Regions from separate parts of the Mus musculus genome. Here region 2 is linked to region 1. A link is a contact called in public ChIA-PET data. All regions are on one chromosome and are shown on one strand. The core of a region is the stretch at or near the end of the contact, and the rest is flanking DNA. Distances in the headings are between cores, read along the strand shown. Region 1 has its middle 13 kb from the start of E330032C10Rik. Region 2 has its middle 65 kb from the start of Ehd3.

What was found. ChIA-PET counts read pairs in DNA pulled down with a chosen protein or histone mark.
Region 2: an RNA polymerase II ChIA-PET map of memory CD8 T cells shows a contact between it and region 1, with 20 read pairs. The contact joins two enhancer-like sites. A contact is called at or near these places in 1 of 484 Hi-C or Micro-C datasets (regulatory T cells) and 3 of 115 datasets of contacts at active chromatin or transcription factors (astrocytes, large pre-B cells and memory CD8 T cells).

Annotation. Positions count from the first base shown.
Region 1 is chr17:73,260,655-73,266,464 of GRCm38.p6, forward strand. No RefSeq gene overlaps it. Among named protein-coding and RNA genes, the nearest start is that of E330032C10Rik, 13 kb to the left of the region's middle. Within about 2 kb of position 2,632, at least 170 of the 459 cell types and tissues checked have an H3K27ac peak or open chromatin away from gene starts, as enhancers often do. A contact at or near this core is called in memory CD8 T cells and regulatory T cells, where this site is marked.
Region 2 is chr17:73,867,160-73,873,399 of GRCm38.p6, forward strand. It overlaps the pseudogene Gm4948. Among named protein-coding and RNA genes, the nearest start is that of Ehd3, 65 kb to the left of the region's middle. Within about 2 kb of position 2,317, at least 18 of the 459 cell types and tissues checked have an H3K27ac peak or open chromatin away from gene starts, as enhancers often do. A contact at or near this core is called in memory CD8 T cells and regulatory T cells, where this site is marked.

The sequences.
Region 1 (5,810 bases), core at 1,382-3,881:
CCAAAGTTGATTTTTGCCAGAGTTTCCTTTATCACAACACAGATGAAACTATAATACCCTGTAAGCTTCTTCTAGTCAGATATTGTAACTACTGCAATGAAAGAAGGGTGATGCCCAGTGGCTCTTTTTGGAGTTGGACCTCTTTTAACCCAAATCCATTGTAGGAGTGGAGGGAGTTTGAGAAGTCTCATGAGATGACATGGTGGAGGGGGTGAAGTCAAGTACACACAACATGATGGTGGGGGGTCCTTAGTTCTAAGATAGCATAGCTCCTGGAACATCTCTGGGTCACCTGCCATGGTTAAACTCTGCGACCAAGACACAGCACTGACCGTCTTAACTTCTAGCCATGCAATGAAGAGATGTGTTCACACACACAGCTTATAATGAATAGATCAGGCTATGTCTTGTACTGGGACATGAATAAAACATGCAGGGGAGGCAAAAGGAAGAATCAGACTTAGAGCAAAGTGATAGCAGCTCCTTGAAGGCGGTGGCAGGAATGGTCCAGGTAGATATGGAAGGCAGGGCACATCAACTAGATGGGCATAGAAATAAGAGAGTTGGACCATGTCCCCAAAACAGCATCACATGTCCATCAGCAGAGAGGACAGCTGAAAGGTCTAGAATGTTCAGTCTTTGTTCCATGTAGCTGAACTTAATGACTCTTAAAGAGTAGCTACCCTAGTCTGCAGTTTCACCTAATCCTCAACACTTCCTATAGTGGCCCTCTATAGTTTATGTGGGGCAACTGAGGAAAGTATACTAAGACTTGGAAAGTCTCTCAGTTGTAGATGCCAAGTCCAAAGAAGACCTCCTTTTTTTTTTTTTTTAAAAAAAGATTTATTTATTTATGTATTATATGTTAAGTACACTGTAGCTGTCTTCAGACACTTTTTCTTCTCTTTCTGGCTCCACTCACTCTAGCCCAAAGATTTATTTATTTATTTATTTATTATATGTAAGTACATTGTAGCTGTCTTCAGACATACCAGAAGAAGGCATCAGGTTTCATTACAGATGGTTGTGAGCTACTACGTGGTTGCTGGGATTTGAACTCAGGACTTTTGGAAGAGCAGTGAGTGCTTTTAACTGCTGAGCCATCTCTCCAGCATGAGAAGAACTCTTGAGTGAGAACTTGCAGAGGGGAGGGCCTGCAGAGACTGAAGCAGGTGCCTGGAAGGAAACAAACGTTGGGGGACATTGAAGAATTCCCATTGCCGACCACAACGAAGGTAAGAAGGAAGAGGCAAAATAAATTTCAGGATATCCAGATGAGGGTTTAGAGCAGCAGGTGTGACCATTCAGGGAAACTGAGGCAGAGGGTAGAGCTGAGCTCAGGGAGAAGAGGGGGTGCTGTGCCCAGCTATGTGTTGAGCTGATTGGGCTCAGACAGCTTCCAGTAGACGCAGGGGTGCACCAGCCCAGCCTTTGGCATGTCAGAGAACCAGACACAGATCTGGGATTCCCTATGTGTGTAGTCGGTGAGGATTCTGTTTAAGATGGAATGAATGGAGCTGAGCTTCCTCCCTGCCCCCACCCACCCCCAAAGCTCACCTCCCACTCCCAGGAGCCAATTGTGGTTTGCTTGTAAGGATGCCTGCTGTAACCCAATGGTTTGTGTTGCCCCTAAGTCCATGCATTAAAATTCTAACCCCTGTGGTGATGCTATTTAAAGTTGAAGCTTTGAGGAGATTCTTAGGTCATGAAGGAGTAAGCCCCTATAAATAAGATTAGTGCCTTAGAAGAGAAACAGTAAGGACGAGGAAAGATGGCTCATCTAGCACATATGCTTGCTGCCAAATCTGATGATCTGAGTTCAATCCCAGAACTCACACAGTGCTTGCAATTTGCCCTCTGACCTCCACATGTGCACTGTGTTGTGTGTGCACATGCCTCCCTGACCACCACTCCTACCAAATAATACAGGTTTTTTTTGTTTGTTTGTTTTGTTTTTTTTTTAAAGAAGCAAAAAGTATTTAAAAATAATCGAATAAAAGAAACACTATGAAGCTGGGCTAATGGCATACACTTGCTGGGCTAATGGCATACACTTGCTGGGCTAATGGCATACACTTGCTGGGCTAATGGCATGCACTTGCTGGGCTAATGACATATACTTGCTAGGCTAATGGCATACACTTGCTGGGCTAATGGCATACACTTGTGAACTCAACATCTAAGAGGCCAATGCAGGAAGATGGTGAGTTCAAGGCCAGCTTGAGCTACAAAGCAAGACTTTATTTCAGACAATCAAACAAAACATCAAGACACCGAGTGTTCCCTAGCTCTTCAGCCATTGGAGGACATAGCAAGAAGACACTGGCCACAGGCTCTATCAGCCTTGTGCTTAGATATACCTGTTCTTAGTTGTGTGGAGACTAACAATGCTGTTCACTTCCCATTCAGTGGTGGTTTTGTGTTAGCATCTCAGACCGACAAAGCCTTCTGCAGACTCACACATCTCCTGGAAGATAAGTCATCTGAAAAGCCAGAGAAACCTCTACCATGCCTCAGACACTGAGTGGCAGTCAGCCAGGCCGTGGTGCTGTCTTTCTGCCTGAGTCACCGGGAATGATTTTGTGTGTGGTTACGCTGTAGCACCTTTGAGTGACAGAGAGAGTGGGCGGAGGCTGAGTCATGTGAGCCTCTTCCGCAGATGGTGGAGGAATGTGAGTCACACCACATCTCCAGTGCGTAGGGAGAAGCAGCTTAGAAACCCCGCAGAGACCATGTCCAGAGACAGGTCTCAGGGCCAAGCTTGCTGATAGCTGGTCCTTAACAATGATGGGTGTGGCTGTTATTTAAATGGGCCTTTACAGATCAGACATTCACCAGTTTTTCCTCACCAAGTCTCAGGTTATACTATTGTCACTTATGTGGTTGTCAATAGTTACCTTCATCTGCCCCCAGGCTGTGGATGTAGGCACTGGGCTAGACTTTGCCATCTTTTCCTTGATGTCAAGTCCATCTGAAAGAACAATTGAATAAGCAAGTGAATGAGTCTCTCCCCTTGGGATTGAAGTTTAATACAGTCTACGAGTATACACACACACACACACACACACACACATACACACACATATATATATATATATACATACATATATATATATATATTCATTCTATTCTGTATACACAATAACTTTGGAAGACTAAGGATATGTGATACATTAATAGTAGAGCTTACTTCCTGAAGATGGAGACTGAGGACTGGAATGGTTGATTACCTTATCATCTTCCTTGCCCCTGTTCCCTTCACATATATATGTGTATATATGTATAATATATATTGCACAGAGAGAGAGAGAGAGAGAGAGAGAGAGAGAGAGAGAGAGAGAGAAACAGAGACACACAGAGAGAGACAGACACACAGAGAGACAGACAGACAGAGAGAGAGACAGAGAGAGAGATTTTCAAGTAGCCCAGTCTGTCTTCAAACTCACTATGCGGTCAGGATAACCTTGAACTTCTGACTCTCTTGTCTCTTCCTCCCGAGCGCCCACTCTCTGCAGTGCTGGGGATTGAACCTAGGACTTCATACCTGCTAACCACGTGCTCTACCACTGAGCTACAGCCCCCCTCCCATTCTCCTCTCTCATTCACTCGGTAACACAGAAAACATAGTTTGTGTCTGTCTACACAGGCTTGATTTTGTACCCCAGGTGCTAGTCCTCTGACCCACACTTAGGTTTGGAGGTGCTGGCTAGCTCCTCTCATGGGTGCCATGTCATATTTTAGATCAGTAGCATCTGCAGCGTAGCCAGATGGGATTGAGCACTTAGAAGTAGGCAGGGGTGGTGGCGGAAGTGAGTGTGTGCTGAATGAGAACCCCAGATTACTGGAAACTACATTGAGGCCTAAGCTAGGTGACAAATCAGAGGTTATTAGAGCTAGAACTGTGGGTAAGCCAGAACTGTGCGTGTGCCAGGTTGTCACAGTGAGAAGGTTAGGATCTCCATAGTGCAGAGTCTCTTTTCATCCCTTACACCAGTGATGGGTAATCTCCCTGGTGGCATAAATCCAGAGCCTCGCTTTCCTGCCCTTTCCCCAACTATAGATCTGAGCACTACGTAAACTTCCCAGTCTTTGGCCAAGGAGGCTACAGGCAGAGCATTAGGTATGTTGGAGGAGCTTTGACCTGATGGTTAGAAAACTAGGGTACAGGCTTGCTTTTATAAGTCCATCTCTTTTGTATTCTGTTAACTTGAATTTGGCCCGAAGTGGCCCCTGAACTCTGAGTTCCCGCATAACAAACTGTAACCAAACTTAGTGTGTAACAAAACTGTAAAATTTTGTCATAGAGTTTGAGCCAGTTACAACATAAGCATCAGCCAACCATGGGATGCTGGCTAGATAGTCTGCACCACAGAGGGGCCCTGTCTTCCTCAGCTCATTGTCCAGGGTGAGGGTGCATAAGAGGAGGTGAGGCTCTCAGCATATCTGGTCCAGTCCTCTCTTCACAGAGGCTACCTCTGTTCCTGGCCCCACACCACGCCTGCTCTTCTCTTTCATGGCTTCCAGATCTTGAATGATACCCGTGGGGCATCTTGCGTTGGGAAGATCTTTCTTCCTCTCCTTCCTTCCATCCTCAGAGATAAAGGGCATTTCTTTGTGTCACTGAGTGGATTCCTTGCCAGTCATTTGTGGCAGACAGGAAGCAAAACTGTCCCCACCCTTCTACACTGTCAAATGACTGCAGGGCACTGAAATTTTGCCCAAAGGTTTGGTTTCCAGTCCTTCAGTATTTTAGCTCTGTGTTTCTTGTATGAGAGGATGCTGGAAAGTCGTGTTTTGCATCTGCTCTCAAGTGGCGGTGGCTTATTCCCCTTTCAAGTCGGTTGACACCGTTGTAGGGCACCACCATCTGCCTTCATCAGTATTTCTCAGGAGCTTCTGAGGGAAGACTGAGAAAGGTAATGAGAAATGGCATGTGAGTGAGTCCTTCAAGATTTAGCCAGAGAAGCTACCCAGAACTAAGTAGAGTAAATTCTGTACTTTTCAATGGTACTTGCACGTGCTTGTGCATTAAATAAACATCAACCCATACCTCATGCCAAAACAGATCATAGATCTTAACCTCAGGCAACAGTTCAAGTGAAATCATAGATCTGACGATTGTCAAACATCTAGAAGAAAACGCAGGCAGCAGAAAATCCTAGTATAGTGGGATCAAATATAGGATACCGAAAGCACGATCCATAAAATCAATTGGTGATACAGTTGACTACATTAACATTAAGAACTCTGCCTTTCAAAAGACACCACCCATTACCGAGAGGACAAGCCTCAGACTGAGATAGAACATGCACAATGCAGAACTATGATAAAGGACATGTATACAGAATACAGAAGTTATGTGAAACGCAACAATAGGAGAACAAACGCCAACAATAACAACAAAGATTGTAAGTGCAAATGATCAGGAGACTTGACACCGTACTAAAGTGGGAGCTCACTCTGAGCTGTGGTAACAAACATGAAGCAAAACAGAAGTCTTAAAGATGTGGAAATAGAAAATAAAGCAATAGCGTTGGAAGTTAGTTTGACCCTCTCCTGAAGTGCTAAGCTTGCAGTTCTGGCTCAGCCACCATAACCCAGGCCATTTACTCAAACAGACGAAAGCATGGCTGTGACAGGCAGGCACTCAAGCATATTTACCTGTTTTAGCTGCAGTAAATGTCCATCCATGGGAGAATGGACAAGCAAGTGGAAGCATAGCTCATACAATGGAGTTCTTCACAGTCGTAGAAAGGAGTGGACACGTGTGTATCTCAAAATAACTTGTCTCAGAAAAAGCTTAGTGATAT
Region 2 (6,240 bases), core at 1,067-3,566, 610 kb after region 1:
GTGTATATAAGTGTGTGTATGTAACATTATGAACTAACCAGTACCCCGGAGCTCTTGACTCTAGCTGCATATGTATCAAAAGATGGCCTAGTCGGCCATCACTGGAAAGAGAGGCCCATTGGACACGCAAACTTTATATGCCCCAGTACAGGGGAACGCCAGGGCCAAAAAGGGGGAGTGGGTGGGTAGGGGAGTGGGGGTGGGTGGGTATGGGGGACTTTTGGTATAGCATTTGAAATGTAAATGAGCTAAATACCTAATAAAAATGGAAAAAAATAAGTGTGTGTATGTATGTATGTATGTATGTGTGTGTGTGTTTATGTATGTATGTGTGTATATAAGTGTGTGTATGTATGTATGTATGTGTGTGTATCTGCTTTTCTGTATGTGTACCATGGGTATTCAGTACACAAGGGGACCAGAAGAGGAAGTTAGATTCCCTGAAATTAAAGCTATAGGCAATTGTAAGTGGCCCAATTTGATTGCTGGTAGCTGAACTTAGGTCCTCTTCAAAGCTCTTAATCACTGAGCCATCCCTCCAGCCAGCCCCACTCCACCTCCAATGTTTTAAGTCAGTTTACAATTTGGTTACATTCATAGATAACCTGGAGTACACACCTTTGCACATTGAATTGAACACATCTAGAACTTTAGAAGTTCGTAGGTTGAGGAGAGCATAGAAGTGGTGCTTTCAAAAGACATTCTGAGAGTCTTGTAAGAGTGGAGGTGACAGATTAGAGTTCATGAGAGGCTCTGCCGCTGAAGTCCCCTCTTCCTGGTACAGACTGACCATCTCTTCAGCATCCTGCCTTAGGCAACAATCTGGAAAGAGGCAGGAAGAAGGTTCCCTGGCTCTTCAGAATGGAGGTCAGTGTGTCACTTTCCTGTCACAAGACCCCCTTCAGCTTTCTGTAAATACACACAGCTTGGGATTCCTGCCCAGCTGGGTATCAGGAAAAGAAACAATAACCATAGAGACCTCCACAACCCAGCCCGGACTCTGCTCCCACAATCCTAACTATCCTTTGGGTCTCCCTTGAGGACAGATCAGTCACTGGAGCTTCCTACTCTGAGACAGGTCAGAGAAGCCCACTGAGGTCATAGCCAGCATGAAAGGGCCTTCCACCAGCCTGGGTAGAAAATTCTGGAAGCAGAGGTGCCTCCACAACCTGGAAAGCCTGGAAGAGAATTATTTCCAAGGCCTAGCAATGCCTAGCTAACATTAAACCCATCCAAAGCTTGCTATTTCTCCTTGTATCTGAGATATGGAATCAAAGAACTCGTAGAGAAGGGCCTGGAGCTATCACCAAGAGGGAAAGCAAGCTAGCTGTGTTATCTTCTCTAAAGACTCCCCCGGGTCTCCACCTGCCAAGCAGCTGGGTTCCTTCTGACCTATCAGCATCCCGAGGAATGGCCTGGCCTTGTTTATGGTAGAGGGGCCCTGGATGAAGCTGAGGCTGAGGGAGAATTTCAGACCTAAGGTGAAAGGAGGCAAGGCTTCTTCATGGACAACTTTACAGCTAAATGCCCATTAAGCAAAGAGAACACCACTGACTTCAGAGTCTTACTTAAACATATCTTTCTTCTCCCAGAGTGGCCTTCTCCCAAGACATCGAGGTAAGCCTGACATGGCGTTGGTTGAAGCACTCACCGTTTCAGTCTTGAGTTGTGTCTGATCTTTTCTCTTAGGTGTCCCTTTGAGGATCTGTATCTCCCAGGTAAGATGCCTGAGAAAGCGAAAGAAAGATGTCCTACCACCATGCTGTCTGTCTTTCTGGGCAGGCTTTTTCCCCCCATTTCTAGAGTTCTGGGATCTATGATACCCCCTTTTCTCCAAAGAAGGCTACTATTTGGGGAACATGGGACGACTTCCTTGAACTGATGGAGGACTGATACTTGACTATTTTGGGTTCTTGTGCCATGGAGTCAGAAGAAAAGTAATACACACCATCCTCACAGAGGTCATGGGTAGGGCCTGGAAGGAGTGAGCAGAGCTGCTGCTAGGTAAGGGGGAGAGGGTCACACTTAGTGCTGGGTGAGTCACGTGGGTGTCTCTCGGCAGTCTTGTATTGACTTCCAACAGTAAGTAGGAGACGAAGCAGTCATGAGGCAGAGCCTCTTGAAGAACCTCTAAGAAGCAGTGGCTCTGACTGGCACTAAAAACAGAGCATTAGGGATACAACGTCGAGGATGCCCAGATCCACCCCAACCCCTAGTACTGAAGGACTAACTCTCCCAGGCCTCTATGGGTGCATCTATCTAATGTCAGCCCCTTCACAATAGCTTTGATAGAGAGGAGTTGCCTCCCCCACCCCTAAAGCCACAGCCACTTCCTGAGCAAGCCCCGGGTTACAACTGGTGGCGCAGGGGAAACCCTAGGCCCAGCACCCTGAACCCAGGCAGATGCTGCAGCCATCCAGCCCCTACTCTCTCAGTCTCCCGCTACTCTGTCAATACTCTGTCAATACTCTCTCAGTCTCCCACTACTCTGACCAGTCTGAATCAGCATTTTGTTTATTTATTTGTTTATTTCTTTTCACAATGGATGCACTTAAAGCTATGCTTCACTATTGGACAAAGTCCACAGTTTATATGAGGGTTCTTGAAGTTGTGTAGTCCACGAGTTTATTAGCTAAGTATCTAATGACACATGTTCAACATTACAGGATTATATAGGGCTTTTCTGCCCTAAAAACCCATGCCCCTCCCCCCCCTTCACTTGTTTGTCCCTTGCTGTCCCCAGGCCTCTGCTAATTGCCAGTATTCATGTTGTCTCACATCTTTGCCTTTTCTGGAATGCCATATAACTGGACTTATACCACATGTAGCCTTTTCAGATGAGATTTGTTAATTTAAGGTGTCCCTGAGTCTTTAATGATCTCATAGTTCCCTCCTTTGCAGTGTTATATAATATTCCATTGCTATATAATATTCAGTGTTTCTCAACCTGTGGGTCTCGGCCCCCTTTGTGGTCAATTACATATCAGATACCCTACATATCAGATATATACATTACAGTTTATAACAGTAGCAAGATTACAGTTGTGATGTAGAAGTGTTGGAGGCTCAGCACAGCATGAGGAACTATATTAAAAGGGTGACAGCATTAGGAAGGTTGAGAACCAGTGGTCTGCATGTACCATGGTTTCTTTGGGGGAGGGGGCAGTAAGCAGATTTTATTGTTGCTGCTGAAGAGTCATGGCCAGCCACATCAGGACAGGGGTAGTGATGGGGTGGAGAGTATTACTGGGCTGATCCCCTGAGGAGCGGCTCAGAGCAGGAAGGGGATAATGGGCATGCAGAGGGGCAGGTAGTTGCAGAACTCCTACAGGTAGCTGTGATGCTTGCACTTGGCCCAGATAGTCATCTGGGTGAAGCCCACCAGGGAGAAGAGGGCCACTGGGACACACTGAGTCAAGATGGCAAAGCCAATCCAGGAGCGCACCTCATAAGTGCAGCTGGGACAGGACACCAACAGAAACAGCCAGGTGAAAGGGTTCTTGGAGGGGTATGGGAACTTCCTGGTTTTCGACCCAGCCGAAGGTCCCGAAGAACCATGTGGATGGAGAGGTTCCCAAGCTGGTAGATCACAAAAACGGCCAGTGCCAGCTTAACCTGCTGAACTCCATAGGTAGGGGGTGTGTAGACAGGGTGGTTGATGTAAGAAGCCATCCATGCAGCAAAGCCCCAATTGTAGGTGCAGTTTTTGAAGATGTTTTGCAAAGGCGCGGTTCCGTGAGAGAATCGGTGCACGAAGAGAGTCTCCAGCAGGCATTTGATGTAGTGGAATGAGTGGCACATGCAGGTGAGGGGCACCACCATATGCCGACTGGATGTAAAGTTGTTTGTGCGGCCATAAATGAAGGGTACCCGGTAGAAGAGCAGGTAGATGAAAAGGGGGCCGGCATACTCCATCAGGAAAACCGTCACCCAGCTGATCTGGGCCCTGAGGTCCCAGAAGTAGAGCGTGGCTGTGGTGCCCACAGGAAGTTTCTGCAAGACATCTTCATCTTTCAGGGACTTCCCCTTGGGGTCCAGGCGGAGGGACTGGCTGGCAGGATACCACTGTGGATGTGTCTTGGTGAAAAGGGTCTTGATTTCAGAAATGGTGGCCTGAGGCTCTACCTTGTCCACGAACCACAGCTTCTCTCTTGTCTTTGCATCCCGAACCCCCACCTCATAGTGCTTCATGGTTCTTCCACAGGATGGCACCTGCTCTGCTGCAGCTGAGTGGCCGCCCCGCGGCACCAAACAGCACCCAGCCCCACACATACCGGGAGCAGCACTGTATCATGTTTTCTTTATCCATTCACTTCCTGAAAGGCCACCTGAATTTCTGCCAAATGTGGCCATTGCTGATGCTTCTGTAAATATCATACTACAGGCGTCTGTGTGGACCCAAGATGTCTCCTTGATTGATCAAACAGCACAGCAAATAGCACACTTTCTATATTACATTTACTATACTTCTCCTGGCAGCTGTTTTGAGGAATGCTGACAACTCTATAGGACATTTTGAGGTTGACTTAGGTGATGCACATGAAGCCCTTAACCTAGTGCCTTACTTGCACTTAGGCAGCCTGGATTCCAAGTGTGCACGAAAGGCAAAGCTGTTTTCTCTGTAGCTTGGCTTGATAGAGACATGACTGAGCTCTGTAGTACATATGACTCTGCCCATTCTTTTTGTTGTTGTTGTTGTTGTTGTTGTTGTTGTTATTGTTGTTTCGAGACAAGGTTTCTCTGTGTAGCCCTGGCTGTCCTGGAGCTTACTCTGTAGACCAGGCTGGCCTCGAACTCAGAAATCCGACTGTCTCTGCCTCCCAAGTGCTGGGATTAAAGGCGTGCACCACCACTGCTGGGTGACTCTGCCCATTCTCATTTCTGTTGCTGTGATAAAATACCCAACTTGGGACAGAAAGTGTTTTTTTTGTTGTTGTTGTTGTTGTTCGTTTGTTTTTAGCTCATTAATTCCTGCCTTGACTTCCTTGCTATGATGACCTGGAAGCAACTAGTTACATCTGAATAGAGAATGAAAGTGTGTATACGTATTTATGCTCTTCACTTGTATAGTCCATGGTCACATGCCTAAAGAAAGGTATTGTCCAAGCCACCTGACCCAGAGAGGGGAGGTGGAGATAAACCCAGTGTCGTACATTGTTGTGTCTGAGGTTTAGGCAGACAGGGTGCTGCTGTGCCCCTAAACATTGCTGCCTTCTGCTGTCTGCTCTCCTCCCAGGGATGCCTCTCCTAGTCTTCCACCATTTAATCACATGAAATAAAACCATGCCCCACATCTGAAACTCACAGGTGCGCAAAAAGAGGTATACCTGTAACCATAGTGATGGCTAGTGGGAGGAGGAGACAGGAATGTCCATAGAAACCTGTGGACCAGGTAGCCTGGCCTCTGTGGCAAAGCTCCAAGCCTATGAGAGATACGTCTTTAAACAAAAGGTAGAAGTTCCCATGGACCTGATATTTAAGGTCGTCCTCTGACACGCCCCCCCATATGCACCCCATGAACATCCCCAAGCACAATACAAACATATGTAGATATAAACATACATTAAAATCAATTGCCATCCAGTAAGATTGAAAACTCAGCTCCCATTCACACTAGACATACCTCAAGCACTCAGTAGTAACTGCATGTGCTATGGCCATCTGGTTAAATACAGGACATTTCTATCATCACAGAAAATTCTGTCGGATGGCAAAGTTCTGAAACATTCTTCCGCTGATTTTCTATCATCCATCCTTCAAGTCTCGGCTTAAGCATCACATTCCCGGAGTCCCTCTCTGACCCTCCAGTCTAAACTATGTTTCCCTGCATTCTTTCTCACACTGCTGGCAATTTTCCTCTTGAGATCTTATGACTATTTGCCAAGTGATGGCTGAGCGAGTCTCTGATCATTTCCTGTCTACATCCAGAGCATAGTCCTTCCAGTGGCCCATCAGGTCCCAGCCCCTGCCTCAGTGCATTTAGCAAGAGCTGACCGTGTGATGGATAAGTGGGATAATGGATATTTGTACATATGGATGAGTGATTACATCAGTGAGTTGATTAAGAAGTAAAAGCTTGGGGCCACATGCTCCCGGAATGTAACTCTGACCTCCATGTTTGCCAGTTAGCCTTCAGGAGCCAACACCTCCTTCTATGGAGAGAGAGGATGTCCTTGCCTATCCCCGAGTGCTGTGTGGGAGTGGATGGGATGGAATATATATGCAGCCTGGGGCATGGAA